2 separate regions of the Gossypium hirsutum genome follow, and region 1 is linked to region 2. Evidence: chromatin contacts called from public Hi-C data. All regions are on one chromosome and are shown on one strand. The core of a region is the stretch at or near the end of the contact, and the rest is flanking DNA. Distances in the headings are between cores, read along the strand shown. Region 1 holds the start of LOC107924614 (syntaxin-21). Region 2 has its middle 3.2 kb from the start of LOC107924704.

What was found. Hi-C and Micro-C count contacts between places; a contact is called where the count stands out from the background.
Region 1: a contact with region 2 is called in a Hi-C map of leaf, with 2.0 times the contacts expected there. The contact joins the promoter of LOC107924614 here to the enhancer-like site in region 2. A contact is called at or near these places in 2 of 34 Hi-C or Micro-C datasets (hypocotyl and leaf).

What each region holds. Positions count from the first base shown.
Region 1 is chrA02:102,399,425-102,402,517 of Gossypium_hirsutum_v2.1, forward strand. LOC107924614 (syntaxin-21) reads left to right here and starts at 1,365. Exons shown (of 7, transcript XM_016855146.2): 1 at 1,365-1,834; 2 at 2,577-2,664; 3 at 3,016-3,093. The coding sequence starts at 1,617.
Region 2 is chrA02:102,208,264-102,211,221 of Gossypium_hirsutum_v2.1, forward strand. No RefSeq gene overlaps it. Among protein-coding and RNA genes, the nearest start is that of LOC107924704, 3.2 kb to the right of the region's middle. Within about 2 kb of position 1,603, at least 8 of the 9 cell types and tissues checked have an H3K27ac peak or open chromatin away from gene starts, as enhancers often do. A contact at or near this core is called in hypocotyl and leaf, where this site is marked.

The DNA of each region.
Region 1 (3,093 bases), core at 115-2,614, 190 kb after region 2:
ATATTTTATTTTTTATACTATTTTTTGTAAAAAGTTTAAATCCCCCATCACATAAAAAATAAAAAAAAATAAAAATAATTCCATAATAAGTCAAATAAATTTAAAAAATCTTTTTAAACAACCTAAAACACACACTTAATAAATAAATTACATAAAATAATAACAAAAAAATATTCTTTACACATAAATGCTTAATACTTCAATGAAAATATAAAATAAATACAAACATACCTTAATATCTCTTCTTAACCAAATAACACCTTGCAAAGAAATAAAAATAAAAATTATATCTGATTTAAATCTAAATCAATCAACAACAATAATTACTAAAACAAATAATTTAAACTAACATTAATTACTCAAATTTATAAAAAAAATTACCTTTTTTTTTTCCTTCTTTTTCCTTCCCTCTTCTTCTTCTCATTCTCTTTTTCTTTTTCTTTTTTCTTCTCTCAACCGCCGACCTCCTTCTCCTCCTCCCCTTTTTTTTTCTTTCTTCTTCTTCTCTTCTTTCCTTCTTCTCTTCTTTCCTTCTTCTTCTTTGTTCCTGAAAATGAAGCTTGGGGACCATATATTATGGTCCCCCAAACAAAAAAACAAAACCCCTCTGCATGAGGGGTCAAATCGCCTGAAAAGCACCTGGTACCGGTGCCGCCTCTGGCACCAACATGACCCATTTTTAATTTTTTTTCGTTTTCAGTATTTTTTTCTTTTTCAATTTTTTTTACTGTTGGAGGTGTCACGTCAGGGTGGTGCCGCCTGTCAGAGTGGCGTGACCACTCTGACTATACCATTTTCGTATTTAGTTTTTTAAGTATATTATTTTCAAATTTTTTAATTTTTTTTATATTTTTTTAATAAAAAACCTTATGTTGTTGTTCCTTAAATAACAAATAATATATGTTTGAGTAACTATAACTAGAATGAAACCAATGTAAGACTCGATAAAGCTAACATCTATATATGATAGACTTAAACCTAAAGTAAATTTAAGAGAGAATTGAGATTAAAATTTAAATTTGATGAATTTGATGTGATGTGTTAAGTGTCAACGCAACACTAATTTAATCATAAAAATAACTTAAAAAATATTTTTTAATAAATCAATAAATAATATTATAATAATGTTTTTGTCTTTTATTATTTTTATATAATTAAAAAAATTAATATTTTAAAAAATAAATTTTAAATTGATTGAGTCTCAATTCAATTATTATTATTAATATAGAAAGATGTGGATTAAGTGGTAAAGGACATTATATGAACCCTAAAAAATAATGAAAATTTATAAGCAAAAACATTTCACATTTAATTATTGAATAAGTTTTGAATATAAAAAAAATTTGGATGGCCATAATTTATTTGGTATGATGTCCAAATCCATGGAAACTTCCAGAAATTTATTTATTTATTTTATTTTGAAGATTAGAATGTCTTAGTTTGACTTGAACAGCGGCTACACCAAACAAGTTTTTCTTTGTTTTTAATTTATAATAATTTAATTTATAAATTAAAATGATAAAAGACTTCATCAACAACTCGACGCCAAGTTTTCATCCTTCGTTACTCTTCCTTTGCCTTTCTTCAACCCAACCTTAAGGAACAAGAGAAACAAGATGAGTTTCCAGGATCTTGAAGCGGGGTTCGCTACGCCACACCCTAATAATTACTTGAATTCTTCACAGCAAAAGCTGAGGCGAGAAATAGGAGACACTTCGCCTTCGCAGTCGGTGGCGGCCGGGATTTTCAAATTAAGAACTGCTCTTTTGGCCTTTGATCGCCTTGTTAATTCCCTCGCTACCCCTAAAGACACCTTTGAATTACGCGATAAGTTGTATGTTCTCTCTTCCCCCCCCCCCCCAAATAACAGTTTTCTTTATTTTGATTCTTTTTCTTCTTTATCGGGAAATTTTAAATTGATTTACTTTTTTTATGTGTATTCGTTTTGGATATGAAACTTAAATTTGAACATATAAAATTCTGGGCTATAAATGTATTTGAGTTTTGGTTTTAATTGAAGCTTACTTTTCATCGAATCAAAAGACGGTAAATTTGGGCCTTCTTTCAGGATTTTCTGTACTTGGATCATCTACCGAGTAATTTAATTGACAATTTCCCCCCTTTAAGGTCAATTCGAAGATGGGTTTTTCTGATTTATTATTGGGATAATTTAACTTGATTAGCCTTTTTAACTAAATTGACCATATAATTATGGAGCCAAAATGTATTTGGCCCTTGGTTTTGTTTTACGCTTATTCAAGATTTTGGACAATTTTCTTGTGGAGTTTTGAATTTTTGTTATTTTGTGGGATTATTTTTTTAGCCATGTACAACTAACAAATAATTGAGTGAATGAATGACTGATTGCATGATTAATGCTATTTAACCTTTCATGTTCCTGTGATTAGAACTTGGGACTCAATTTAGATATCTTTGACATGAATCTCGGAATAGATTAGATGGAATTTATGGGATGAGAGCGACTTCTCTCTTATTTTGTTGCTCAACATGATATGTAATGCAACCAATGGTTTTGCTTGGCATTGGTCCTTATATCTGGATGTTTGCATTGGCAGGCACAAGACAAGGCTACATATTGGGCAGCTGGTCAAAGAGACTTCAGCTAAACTAAGGGAAGCAAGTGAAGCTGATCAAGATGCAGAAGTTAGTGCATGTTAAATCTGCAATTTTGTTTAATTTGTTCAGCTTTTCTCCAAAAATAGAAAACTACGTAATATTTTTATGATAATAATTATGGTACAAGGATGCAAGTCGGTCCTATTTTGGGTGTTCTAAGACACATCCATTGTGTCTGTAACCTCTCACGAGCACTTCATTTCACCCTTGATGACATTGGTTTACTTGTTGGTTTCCCCTTCTTTATCTGCTTATGCTTTTATTCTCTCGTCTTTTTACTCGATTGATTTTTGAAATTTTTTTATTCTCCACTATATTTGTCGCCGTCATTTTATTGCCTTACATTTCTCACGTAAAAATTTTTTCGTTGAACTGCAGCCCTTAAAGAAGATTGCTGATGCTAAGCTTGCGAAAGATTTTCAAGCAGCTCTTAAAGACTTTCAGAAGGCTCAAAGA
Region 2 (2,958 bases), core at 353-2,852:
GCCTCAATGTACGTGCAACGAGCAGAGAAAATTGCAAATAATGATTAAAACATGCGGTGTACTGCAAGTGTAACAGGTCAAGTTGTAATATTTATAAAGTGTACAATGAAATACTTATGGAATATTACAAGGATCAAACTCACAAGGGATAGATTGATAAGATTGAATTAAAAGTAACAAACATGCAAAAGAGAAAGTCTAAATAGCTAAAATCTAACAAACTATAATATGACACATCACAAATTGAAAGTTTTAATCTATAATGATAACTAAAGGACTTAATTGTAAAAATTCTAAAATTTATAACAGAAATAGTCAAAGAAAACAACGATAGTTGATTAACTTCTGTGTTGATAATTAATTCTCGGGTTAGGGGATTGGAAGGAATAATTTTCTAACCGGATTAATTAATACCTTCTGGTCAATAATTTACCTAGCTAATTTACAATTTAGTCCGATTAGTCTCTTGATCTAGCTAAAACTAAATGGGTCCAATTGATTTCTTACAAGATAAAGTCTCATTTCGGCCTCATTTATCTATTACACCTAGAGTTGTCAATTCCAAGTCTCTATGTCTATTAAATTTTGGTCGAATTATTCAATTTAGTCTTTAATCCTTAAAATAATTGTTCAACAATTCAATTAATCAACTACCAAAAAAAAAATAGTTCATTCTCATCTTGAACAAACAAAGCCCAATAATTTTCATGTTCATTTAAAAAATAAACAGTACAAAAATTAAAGAGTTCAGAAATTGCTCAGATATTTTGTTGAAGTCATTGATTTCAATTGTTGCAATAGAGCGTAACATAAGATCCCTTGGTTTTGAGTATTCAATTGCAACTTTGGAAGCAAAAATTAAAGAAAAATTGATTAAAGTTTATAGTAAACACTCAAAGCTACAAGAAGGTCTTTGTAGTTTTGAGTCGGGAAAGAAAGTGCAGAAAGAGAAAATGAAATGTTGCAACAGCCACTAACTAAAATTAACCTAAATCCCAAGCTCCCTAAAATATGTTTTAAAGTGTTATTTATAGTGCTATAATGTTTGACCTAGAATGAACAAAATTGCCCCCTTCTTAACAATTAAAATGACCTGTTTTTGGTTATGTCAACCAAAAAGTATGAGAGGTAAGGGCTTTCGGGACCTACTATTCAACATCGCTCTTCTCGGTCGGCAGGTGTGGCGACTTATTCATTTCAAAGACACTTTCTTAGTTCCAAGTACTTTCTTGATGGAAATAGTTTCTGGGCTAAGAGGCCCTCGTTTATGGTCTAGTATAGCTCAAGCAGCTAAGGCACTTGAGAATGGTTTTGTCTGGCTCGTTGGTGATGGCAAAAGAATTGATATTCGGCATGATAAGTGGGGCTTCCAGGGTCTTAGCGGGGATTCCATTAACCATGCGTTGCTGACCGAAAGTGAAAAGGTGATTAAAGACATATGGCATCAAGATAATATGGAGTGAAACCAGGAGAAGGTGTGTGAGCTGTTTGGTAAGAAGGTGGGGGATCAAATTTGTGATTTACCCATCTCTAAAGGAGCCTTCGAAGATAGATTGACTTGGATTCATAATCTGTATGGCTGTTACACTTCAAAGATGGCGTATTCTTGGCTCATCCTTAAGAGAGTGGGCTTTGGCCCTCATAGAGCCTTCTTGCGTGTTATTTGGAAATTGAAGATGCTGCCAAAAATCAAGGTGTTCAATTGGAGGGTTGGCCATGAGATCCTCCCTACCTATAATAAAATTGAGCTCATTCGGCAGGACTTTGTGAGGAAAGGTCCGCGTTGTAATGCTGATGAGGAGACCCTCATTCATGCGTTGAAGGACTGTCCATCAACTCGGGAAATTTTGACTCATGGAAGGCTTGACAATCGGTTAATTAATGGTAACTACATGAGGTGCATTGACTGACTGGAAGACACTTTTCGGGTTATGGATTTGAAGGCTGCTGCCGACTTCCTTACTTTGTTATGGAACTGCTGGCACAGCAGGAACAACCGAATTTTTAAGGACAACAAGGACGATGCTCGTGGGGTTTAGGAAAGGGCGATGATCCTTAGTGATGGCTTTAGAGTTCATAATCTAGTTAATTCTTTTGTTATTTCGGCGACCGCTATTTGTAAAGCTTGGACAAAACCGCCGAATGGTGTTATTAAAATTAACTTTGAAGCGACGATCTCAAATGGAAAGATGGGTTATGGAGTCATTGCTAGAGACAAAGACGGGTTTGTGGTTAGTGGAAGTGGGGGGATTAAAGACTGCTCGTCGATCGCTGAATGGGCAGAAATGGTGGCTTTTGAAGAAAGTCTAAAGGTTGCTAAGAGGTTGAAGAAGCAGAAATTATATGGGAATTCGATTATGCTAATTTGGTAAATAAGATTAATAATAGGGAGAATGATGTCACCATAATGGGTAGCCATATTAAAGCTTTGTGTACTCAATTAGATATGTATGATTCAGTCAAAGTCAGTTGGACAAACAGGAGTAGTAACTTAGTGGCTGACTTTATTTTTCACTTTGTTATTAAAAACAATTGTAACTGTTCATGGTTTCGTACGTTTATCATGTTTCTTTGATTCGATTTTGCATGGCATGTCATTAATGGCAAATTTTCCCTTTGACTTTTCTACAATATTATTAAATATGATCACTCTTTTACTATTTTGCATGGAGTGCATTTAGTTTATGTGTTTTCTCGTTCTCTTATTAGGTTTTTTTCTCTTCTTGTTTTTTTTAAAAAAAGTTAGGTAGGGTTTGGTAGTTTTATGCAGGTTTTTTAGTATCATTTCTTGTAATCTTTTCTTGTATTCATCATTTCTTGTTATCTTTTCTTGTGTTCATTTGTCTGGGTTCTGGGTTTTTTTTTAGTTTCTTCTTGTCTTAGTTGAAAAGGAGATTTCACTAGGGTTCGGAGGTTTTCGAGTGAGTTTCTTTGTGACTTGGCTTCTTGGCTGTGTTT